Linked DNA regions of Gossypium hirsutum: regions 1, 3 and 4 are each linked to region 2. The links are chromatin contacts, called in public Hi-C maps. All regions are on one chromosome and are shown on one strand. Each heading gives the region's core, a stretch centred on a gene start, on an enhancer-like site or on the middle of the called end of the contact. The rest is flanking DNA. Distances are from core to core; before and after follow the strand shown.

Region 1 (2,700 bases), core at 92-2,591, 240 kb after region 2:
ACATAGAGGTAACCATAGGTCTCGCATGAAATCTAGGCACCGATGGTGGAGAGTAACTTTCGTCCAACTGATACTTGTATCTACCACATCTTGGATGGAGCTTTGACTACTAAAAAACAAACATATTCCTATTTTTCCATAGTAACCAGCACACTATGGGAAATAAAATTTGTCAATCTACCTTATGACTACTACAATCCCCTATGTTCTGCAAGTTACATACAATCCATTCATCAAGTGGTAATGATACAAACAATTCTTGTTCCTGAGGTGGTATAATTGAGCTCCAAACTGCCCGTGAAAAGGAATAATCCTTAACAACATGTAACTCAAGCAGTGGCCCTCACAAGCCGTATGTCTCCTAACTCTCTCTTCATTAGTTAACAATATGTTCTTCCACAGTAACCAAATCAACTTCCAAACATTAGAACTATTAGCCGAACCAAAGTGATGCATACCTCTATAGGTTTCCGCATGGAAAAAGAACTTCTAGTCGTCCATCTATATGACAACCAATCATTCCCCGCATCTAGTGAAGGCAACAACACCAAAGCTATTTGCATAACAATTGGGTCCGATACGAAACTTCTAAGACGACTCCAATCCTAATGCATAAAAACAAATTCTTCCAAGCTGGGAAGATACGAGGAAAGAAAGAGAGAGGGGTTTATATATTAGTTCAAAATTATGCATTTTTCGAAAGTTTCATTTTGTTTTTCAACTTATCAAGAAATGGATGGAAAGAAAATTAATTTTTTTTTCAAATTTTCCATATTTTCTACCAAGCACACTCATGAAAATATTTTTTTTTCTATCTTTCTATTTTTCTACCTCTTCAATTTTCCATCTTTCTATTTTTTCCATTCTACCGAACAAAACCATAATCTTCATACTTGGCAACTTTTTCTAGTTTGATCTTTTAAATATATTTGTCTAAATTATTTTTTGAACTTGAATTTTGTACAATTTAATGTTTGAAAATAGAGGACCGATGGGAAGCTGCACGTGGACATATTTGTCAAAAAAATATACATTTAATTTAATTAATATATTTTATTTAATAAATAAATGCATTTACTAAAAATTACTTAATCAACTTTTAATTTCATTTTAAAACCCAAAACATCCTTATGAATTCCACCATTCTCTTTTGTTCTTTCAACATTAAAAAAAAGAAGTTAATAGTCCTTTTTGTCTTCTTCAACCGATTTTTAAGGTTGGTTTTAGCAAGACAGCAGAGGGACTGTCGGCTGGGGCTGAAGCTGATGGCCTGATGGGTGTGGGGGCTGGGGTGGGTGGGTCACGGGTAGGTTTAGATTTTTTGTTTTTATTGTTTAATTATTTTTCTTTTATTTTTCTTTTATCCTTTTTCCACTTGGGCTGAATTTTTTAAACAGAAGTTAGAGCTTTTGTATTGTTGGGCCTTTTTTAGCTCAACCCAACCTCAAGGAGCCCAAAATTTCCAAAAACCGGTCTGATTGGTTTTTCGATTCCTGGTTCAAACAGGCTTTTGCTATTGTTTGGATCGGTTACCCAGCTGATTCTGAATTCAATCGGCTGGTCAAATTTAATTCTCAAAACACCTTGCATACTTATAATTTTAAAAAATAAATCATGATTTTTTTAGTTTTTTTAATAATTTCCCGAGTTCAATCTTTGGGGTTTTTTAATGATTTTTTTAGTTTTGTTATATTTTTTAAATAATTGAAGTGAAAATTTAATTTTCCTTGATATGTGGTAGCAAGTGATTAGTTAGTTTGAAATATTTTAATGAAAATTTAAGTTGGGTAAGTAAGATTATAAAATGAAAATATAGATGCCAAACTAATAAAAAAAATAAAGTACACAGATAAAAAATAGTATTGACATCAAAGAGAGAATTTAATTATAATACTAGGGTGAAAGAGGTTGGTCTCATGCATTTGCTTGGTCCAAAAACCTAGAGAATGATTTCATGTTGTACTAAAAACGTTTTCGAAGTTTTGAAATTATGGTATTTTTTTAAGTTGAGCAAATGTTTTGTTAATATAGTATCTGTGACGATGGTTTATCTAGGTAAGGGGGTATTTCAAAATATTTTAATGTGGTATTTTTATTTTCAAAATGTCTATTATAATACTTACTTTTGTATTGTTTATTAATGTAATACTTCTGACTAATGGTATTAATTTTTGACGTTTTAATACATATAACTCATTAAAATGAATCCATGTGCTCTAAGCGGTATTGGTAATCAAGAAAATTCTGTATATCACTATTAACTTGATGGCAACTATTATAGTTAAAAAAAAAAATTTACCCAGGATTACTTAGTACATTGAAATCCCCTCCTATAAGCCAACAGTTTTTTTTTTCAATCCTCCCTTGTAAAGCACCAATTTCATCCCACAGCAGCTTCCTTTTAGCACTATTATTGCTTTTATAAATAACTATCAAAAACAAATGTTGACCGTCATTGGTAGCATAACAAGTTAGAAGCTGATCAATAAAACCAAATGCATCAATTTGTGAATTACCCCTCCATAGTAAGCAAATCCTTCCATTTATAGTATGACCATGATTATGCAAAAACTTCCTTTCTACTAAAGCTTGGGTATTGTGCTTTCACCTCTAGTTTTCAAAAGATAAAGAATGTTACTTTTAGCTAATTCACCCTCTAAATTATCTTACTTTGCTTTAAGGGGTTGTTTAGCCCCTTTG
Region 2 (2,797 bases), core at 22-2,521:
GTTCCGTGACGTAGGGGTGAATATTTCCCACGTATCTGCAATTTAAGATTAGGTAAATGATAAAAATAACAATGAAATGGGACATAAACAGAAAAATTAAGACTAAGATTCTTCACTAAATATACATGCAAAAGATATTATGAATTATGAGCATAGCTCAAATAAAAAGACTCAAAGACCAAATGTGAACTTTTTTAAACAGTGAACTAAGCAAAACTCACACGCTGCGGCAAGTAGCTGCATCAAAGCCAGGAGGAAGATTCCCACTCAAGATAGGTTCTATCTGCAAAACATAAATTAAAAAAATTTAAAGATACAAAAACAAAAAAAAAAAAAGAAAAGAAGGATTTCTTCCCTGTGCTGGACTGGGACACTCTCGCAACGGTCAATATGACTAACACTAGAAACAAATGCCTAAAGGAGATACCTAAGCTTAAACTTAAAAGTAACAAAATACAAAACAAAAAAAGAAAAAAGGATCATATTTACATAATTAAGCTGCTACCTGCCCTTTTTTTTTTCCCGTTAAAACAGTCCCTAATTGTTGTCATCATGACCCACATCAGAAGACAAAGCTAATGAGCCATTTCTTACACAAAAATGATAACATTATCTCCCAAGAAAAGAACAATTTTTTTCAATCAAATTTTTGTCGTATAATTTCAACAGAAAACAGAAAATTCTCAGGCTAAAATCCCCAAAGATTTCACTGAGTAATACTAGCAAGCAAACAAATTGGCAGACGACATATATGAATTAAAACAAACCCAAGTCGAATAAGAAAGAAACAAACTTCATAATAGAAACTGAAACCCTCAATTTTGATATAAAAACAAAATTAATAGAGGGAGAAATACAGAGAAGTAAAAAAGAACCTGAGGACCACTCATGAGACTGGGATTGTGGTACAAAGCCTGTTGCATCAGAGCATGTTGCTGCTTTAGCCTTTGCTGCTGCATCTTCTTTCAGTTTAGTTAAAAATTTGAAGATTCTGAGAAAATCTATAGGGTTAGGATTTCTGGAGAAATCGAAAAAGAAGATGAGGATGAGGACAAAAACGGAAACTAAACCAAATTAAACCCAAAAAAGAAAAAATTTCAAAAAAATTCAAAAGAAAAAAAAAGAAAAAAAAAAGGGGTAAAATCCCTCGAAAGGGAACACTAGATTATTATGAGTTGAAACTGGAAAGGAAAAGATAAAATGAAGAGTGAGCAAAAAGACGAAGCTCCCATGATTTTATAGTACTTTTTTCTGTGTATAGAAAGGGTAAAATATCAAAACTATGTATAAATTTTGGTTAAATATGCAATTTTAGCCAGGAATTTTGATTTAGTGCAATTATACCCATAAAATTTGATTGTGATTCAAATCTATATATGAAACTTTGATGTTGATTCAATTGTACACATCAATTTATTTTTATATTGAGTTAGTATTACTATTTGTGTATGCAACATTTTACCTTGGTAATGATAGTATGGTTTGTAAAAATTAAATCAATATATAAATTTACACATGCAAAACATTAAACATTCAACCAAACTTCATATGTATTTTTTTAGACTTTATCCCTGAATAAAAATGCTAAAACTTTTATATGAGTTTATAAATAATATGTTCCAAGTTTATATTTTTTTTTATATTTTAGATTTAGTCCTTCTATTTTTATTTCTTTAAATTTAGTCCTATTTTTCATATTTTAAAATTCAAATTCAATCCTTACTACCCTTAGAATCCTTCTATCAAATTTTTGTTGATGTAAGATTTTAAAATTAAAAAAATACTCATTTAGTAATCATATAACAAAATTAATGTTATAATAAACTTAAATTTAGTAGAAAGTTTTATCTATGTCAATAATTGAACTTGTAATTTAAAATTTAAAAATTAGAGGAATTAATTTTTTAAAAAATAGACTAAATTGTAAATGAGAAAAGAGTACAGGGATCTATATTTTAACCGTAAAAAAAATATCTGGGTTTCTTTTTGGTTATGATCGGATGTAATCGAGAGTACTAAAGACAGCACAGATATTTTTCCAAATGAGCAATTAGATGAGCAGAGAGATTTTGAGCAAATGTTTTCAGTTGGATGTGGTGGGGACCACATGAATCTGCCCGCCTAATCAGTATTGAGATTAAATTAGCGGTTTTAGACTTGGGAAAATTAATTTTTTTTTATATGTCCTCTTAAGAAAAAGTAAAAAAAAAAAATCAATTAATTTTCACTATTAACTAATATAATTAATTAAGTTCTTTTGTTGATGGTCTTTACCTTTGATCATGATGATACTTAAAATAATTTGACAAATTAATTAACTAGTAACATGGATAACTTTTGGTTTAATCTAATATTTTTTTATAAAAAAATTAAAAATTGATAAAAAAATCATAAACATTATAAAAATTAATGTTAGTAATTATTAAAATTTTATTAAAAATATTAAAATTAATATAAACTTATTAAAATTATAAAATTAATAAAAATTATTTAAAATATTTAAATTTAAAAACATATTAGAATTTTTTAAAATAATAAAATGTAAAAAATTATTTAAAAAAATATTAAAATTGATATAAACTTATAAAAATTATAAAAAATTGAACTAGACCGGTTGGCCCTAGAGGTGAGCATGGGTTGGGCCACTCGACCCGGCCTGAAGGTCTGCCCGAAATGTGGGAAGGTTTGAACAAAAATATAGACCCGAAAAATGGGTTTGGACAAAAAAAATAAAGCCCGTTTAAAAAACAGGCCGGGCCTCAAGTAAGGTACTTTTTGCCAGGGCCCAGCCCGGCCC
Region 3 (2,700 bases), core at 163-2,662, 190 kb after region 2:
CGCTGAGCAGATCGTATGCATTCTTGAGTTACCGTGGTGCTGAAATTAGGGGTAGGAGGAACCCCGATACCGGACTCAATTGGACTTGTTGCTATGGTAGAAGTAAAGGGGGCATTGATGTGGGGAGGATTGGTGTTGAAGCTATTGCTTTGAGAGCTGCCTTTGCCAGCTAAAAGCATGATCTCCTTAGCTTTGTCGGCCGGGAAATCGTTGAACACAATCACTTGTCCACCATAAAAGATGGTCATCTGTGCAGTTTGAGGCTCCACTGAAGAACCCAATTTGTTCATGGTGCTTTTCAGAGCATCATCTTTAGGTGATGAAAAAGCAGCTTGATTAGGGAACAAATCCATGGATCTCAGTTTCCGAGGAGGAGGCGCCGCAAGGCAATCATCACCGGATTTCTCATTGACAGGAAACAAATTCATGGTGGGACGCAGCATCTCGGGAGTCTCTGCAACATATCCATAAATAAAACGATACATTAGGCGTTTATGTTTCTGAAACTACCTTCTTTACTAGTTGTATGCTTTCATAATAGAATTACTGGGGCTATTTATAATGGAAAAAGAATAGGGCATTTTAGCAACAGAATATAAAATTGAGGGGATAAATATCGCAATAGAGTTTTGTTGCAAACATGATGATTCAAATCCCCTATACGCACATGGTTAATTTCTTTTCCTGGACTATTTTCAGGGGAGACCGAGAGAATAAAGGCCATGTTTTTTTGACTGTTTTGAACAATAAAATATGAATATGTCAATTTGTAATTTCTGATTTTCAGATCTGAATATTAAAACCATTTTTTTATTTTTTTATTTAAAAAAAAAGAGAGATTAGAGCTTGAAGATTGATTCAATTAAACCGCTTTAAAACGGGCAATTAATCCAAAACTAAAAAATTTAACCCAAAAAACAAAGAACTAAAGAACATACCATTAGCTTCATCGTTGCATGTCATACCCAGACTTAGATCTCCAAAGCTACCTTTCTCCTTCAAGTACTGACTCAACAAGTTACAAGTTTGGGTAAAGCTTGTCTTCTCCGGTGACCTCGTCGGTTTCTGAACCAAAAATTCCGGTGAACACGACATATTCATAGAAACCAGAATCCCAGCTATTTACCCCTTCTGCTCTTTTTTTTTTGGGGGGGGGGGTGGGGTGGGGTGGGGTTCTTTTCTCAGAGAATGATCTTTAAAACTTTACTTACAGCTAAACTAAGGATATGTTCGAAAATTATGATGTTAGGCTAAGCAAAGAGATTTTATTTATAAAAGAGGAAAGAAACTGGCTTTGTTTTTAATCTCAGAAAAAAACAAAGCTCGTAGAGGAAGGTGGGTTAAAAAGCACGAGGAATAAATGAGGTTTTTTTCTAAGCTTGAAAAAAGAAAAAAAGAGATTTTGGGGTGCAGCCCTACAGGTTCCTAACTCGTGAGGGGTGCTTCACTATTATATCGTCTCGTCTCCTTTGATTGGGATTTTCAACACGTGTTCTTTTGTTTTTTATTTTCTGTATCTGTGTCGACGGCGATGTTTTATCAGTTTATTTTTTTATATTTCAATATTGATAAAAGTATCTTCGAAATTCCTTGATTATGGAGATTTAATTAAATTATTATTAAAACAATTATAACTCATTTCACTTGAATTAAAAAAAAATAAAATATGGGGCTATTTTTGTTTACCCAATTACTTTTTTTTTATTAAACACTAGGAATTATAAAGTTGCATATTTGGAGCATATAAATTCTAAATTTCATACCAACTTTGACAGCAAAACTCAATTAGTCTTTGAGATTAGGTTGAAAATAATTTTTTTTTGTCATAACTGGTGTCTAAGTTTTTTTTTCTCTTTGATATTTTGTTTGTTTAACCTTAATTAAAAATGGTTGTATGACAAAAATATTATTATTTATATATTTATAATATATTTTCCTTCCTTTTTCCTCTCATTTTAGATGTTTTATACAAATAAAAATATTTTGAACTTTATGATTTTGATTAAAGTTTTCAAAAGTTTATTAGTGCAGTCAATGTACGGAGCCACACCCAAAGTCATCGTAGGAAACATCATATTTTTATAAGTAATTAAATTTTAATATTATTTTTATAAAGAAACGATAGAATATTTTCCTGAAAACCTCTAGCATTTACTTTTTACTTAAATAAGCACAAAGGTAGTTGGCAAAAAATAAAAAAGCAAAAGAGTAAACGTTATTTCCTCAAAATAAAAAAAAATAAATTGAATTCAGAGTGAGAGGTGTCTGATTTTTTTTGGTTAGAAAAATTGAAAGTTTGATTTTACTGATGAGTAGTTTTCTCAAGTTACAATTTACTTAATTATAAGCATTAAGTTAAACATAAAAATTTAAACAGATGTTTAAAGTGAAAAAAGGGTAGTTTTGTAAAACAAGTCAGCTTAAATATAAAAATTTAAAATGAGTGCATAATCCTCATTTTCTGTGGGCGCCACAAACACCGCCTTCTCTTCTCTTGCCTTCCTTGAATCTCAAAAGAGGCAACCGCACGTTGCTTTCTCCAATAATAATTGCACATGTGCCAATCCACATGCCCCTTTCCCCAATAGGAGCCTGCAAACTTTGGATGCCTCCTGCGCCAAATATCCCTACACCATTTTTATTCTTATTTACATTAATTTACTATTAGTATATTTAAGTTTTGAGCACTTAATTTTAAAA
Region 4 (2,700 bases), core at 162-2,661, 160 kb after region 2:
TTATTCACTAGTATAATTGATAAATATGACTTATTTTGGAAAAAGAAAATTTCTTTAACTTATTTTGAAGAGGCATTCTTTTATAAAAGTTTTTTCTCGTCATTTTAGTTTTAAGTTCAAATTTGTACTAATTATTTTTTATTTTATGTTTAATATTGTAATATATATTAAATAAGTTTTCTTTCTCCTATTATTATAGTAGTAACCAAATATAGTATCATATATAATTTATTAAAAAATCATTTTTATCGTGTTGATTTAAAATGACCAACAGTTTTCAAAACCTTTCACGATTAAAAAAGATACGTATAATCATTCTTACTAAAAAAAATTAGATCATTACTTGATAATATGTATCGTATTGGTGTTCATACAGTGGCAAAACAAATACGGAAAATGACACATGAATTGTGTAAGAACTGGTCTCTCACATGAAACTCAATCCACTTAACCCCTCAGAATTTCAAACCGATACTTATCTGTTGGGCCACTCTAATTTGCCTTTTCTGCAAGTTATTTGTATACCCAACTTCTTTGGTAATATATTAGATTCAAGGTTTGAAGTTTTTTTTTTTTCAATTTTTCATATTAGTTTTACAGTTGATATTTAGGTTTGTTGTTGTCTCTTTTAATTTGTATTCTCGTTATGGGAGTGTAATGTTTCTTACCATTACATTCAACCACTTATTGGCAAAGTTAACGCTACAGTAACTATTAGTATATTACATTAATAAGTATTGAGTGCAGTAGTAAAATATATTGTATTTTTAAAAAGAAAATTCAAATTCAAACACTGAAAAAGACATTTTTGAAAAAGATAACTACGAACCCAAAATAATTAATTTTCATGGAATGTAAAATAAACATGTAGGATACCTTAATCATACGAAAAAAAAACCATTAGTCTATCACTTAAAAGCAAATGAGTTTTGTTATTTGTACGTAATTATACTCCTTAAAGTTTTGAGTTTTAATGTTGTGAGCAAAAAAAATAACATGAAGAACCTTACTTTTGTTTAAGACTCTAATTCGGTTTCAAATTTAATTAGAGTCTAATATAATTATTTGATATTGAAAAAAAAACTGGACAAAAGTTAATAATCTCAATATTTGACTATTAATTGTCTCTAGTTTTTTATTTTCAAGTGAAGAGTATTTGGACTTTAATTCAGAAAAAAGGTAGGTTATGATTGTGAAGAAAGAAATATAAGAACAAAATTCAACCCCTTGTTTCCCCTTATTTATGCTCACAGATCAGCCCTTTCGGAAGAAGAAAAGCATGAGAATTACCAAATGCCAATTATTATTGTTGAAATAAAACTAGTTTTCATAAAATTACAATTACGCACCTGTTTGGAGTTTGGACCACCCACCTAATTTTCCTGAATTTTTTATTTATTTATTTTGGGTAAAAACACCTGGCTGATAAGATGCCAAGTATATGTGAATAGAAAAGTAGGCAAACCACACGAAGCAAAGCAAACGCGTGATAATTAATTATATTATAAACTAATATATATTTAATATAGTTTTATATTATTTCATAATTTTTATATTTTTCTAATTCAACTATTGAATTCAATGTTTAATCTATGTAAATCATGCATATAAAGTTTAAAATAAACAAAATCTTTTAATTTTTTATTTTATGTAAAAAATTTAACTATTATATATATATTAATATAGATAACATTTTAGGTTAAAATGATAGAAATCTCGGATTGATTTGAAATTTTACATTTATAGCAAGTACAATTATATTAAATTTGAATTGTTAAAATATCAACCGTAAAAAAAAGTTATGAATGAGTGTAAAATCATATTAGTTTTATATTAGTGCAAATGGTTGAGTAGTAAAGTATTTGATGTGTGTGATAATTAATTAAAAATACTATTGAGGGAGTAATATTTTTATGTTCGAGTTTAAAGATTTGATTCGACTCAATTTTAGATTTAGTTAAAGTTTAAAATGATTTTAGAATGTCTAAAATTAAAAAAAAAGATAAAATATGCTTCCATTCTTTTTACTTTACAAAAAGTAAGAAGTTAATCCAAACAAAATTATCAAAATCAAAATCAAAATCAAAATTAAAAAGTTAATACTAACAATTTTTTTGTTTAAATAATTGAGCAATAGTTTATATGAGAAATGCAGGGCATGAGAAAATGGGTTGGGCATTTTTTATGAAGAGACGAATCATGTGGTTAATCAATCGGAGAGCATTGTAGCAATGGGAAGACTAGGCTTGACTGCTTTCACCTCTCCCCCTAGGCCCTATAGATTGAAAGCCATGGGAGCTACCTGTGGGCGGTTCTGCTTAGAATAGACTTGCAGTTTGTTTTAGGGCTTTGTCCTCTTTTGTAAAAAATATATAAAAATAAAATAAAAGATAAATAAAAGTCAGAAGTCTTTTTGTTTGCGATTAACATCAACTATCAAAATCTAATTTTGATAAATTAAAATAGAGGAATTAATTTTTTAATTTTTATAAAGTATAATACATTAATCACAAAAAAAAATGTATAAAAGGATTAATGTACATTATAGTCCTAAACTTAACAATTAATACTTACTTGATATTTAAATTTTTTTTGGACCTAATTGATACCTAAATTTGAATTTTATTAATCTAGTGGGTACTTCTTTTAAGTACTTGAGTAACATTGGTAGTTTTTTTTATCTTTTTAATGTTTTTTAAT

The links. A called contact is a pair of places that touch in the nucleus more often than the background predicts.
Region 1: a contact with region 2 is called in a Hi-C map of leaf, with 5 times the contacts expected there. The contact joins the enhancer-like site here to the promoter of LOC107961639 in region 2. A contact is called at or near these places in 11 of 34 Hi-C or Micro-C datasets (callus, hypocotyl and leaf).
Region 3: a contact with region 2 is called in a Hi-C map of leaf, with 2.2 times the contacts expected there. The contact joins the promoter of LOC107951092 here to the promoter of LOC107961639 in region 2. A contact is called at or near these places in 2 of 34 Hi-C or Micro-C datasets (both in leaf).
Region 4: a Hi-C map of leaf shows a contact between it and region 2, with 3 times the contacts expected there. The contact joins the enhancer-like site here to the promoter of LOC107961639 in region 2. A contact is called at or near these places in 8 of 34 Hi-C or Micro-C datasets (leaf and petal).

The regions. Positions count from the first base shown.
Region 1 is chrA06:21,179,507-21,182,206 of Gossypium_hirsutum_v2.1, reverse strand. No RefSeq gene overlaps it. Among protein-coding and RNA genes, the nearest start is that of LOC107951092, 47 kb to the left of the region's middle. Within about 2 kb of position 1,341, at least 2 of the 9 cell types and tissues checked have an H3K27ac peak or open chromatin away from gene starts, as enhancers often do. A contact at or near this core is called in hypocotyl and leaf, where this site is marked.
Region 2 is chrA06:21,415,011-21,417,807 of Gossypium_hirsutum_v2.1, reverse strand. LOC107961639 (oligouridylate-binding protein 1) reads right to left here and starts at 1,271. Exons shown (of 12, transcript XM_016897703.2): 1 at 876-1,271; 2 at 222-283; 3 at 1-35. The coding sequence starts at 959.
Region 3 is chrA06:21,226,773-21,229,472 of Gossypium_hirsutum_v2.1, reverse strand. It overlaps LOC107951092 (protein TIFY 10A), which reads right to left and starts at 1,412. Exons shown (of 5, transcript XR_001698316.2): 1 at 939-1,412; 2 at 1-454.
Region 4 is chrA06:21,252,307-21,255,006 of Gossypium_hirsutum_v2.1, reverse strand. No RefSeq gene overlaps it. Among protein-coding and RNA genes, the nearest start is that of LOC107951092, 26 kb to the right of the region's middle. Within about 2 kb of position 1,411, at least 3 of the 9 cell types and tissues checked have an H3K27ac peak or open chromatin away from gene starts, as enhancers often do. A contact at or near this core is called in leaf, where this site is marked.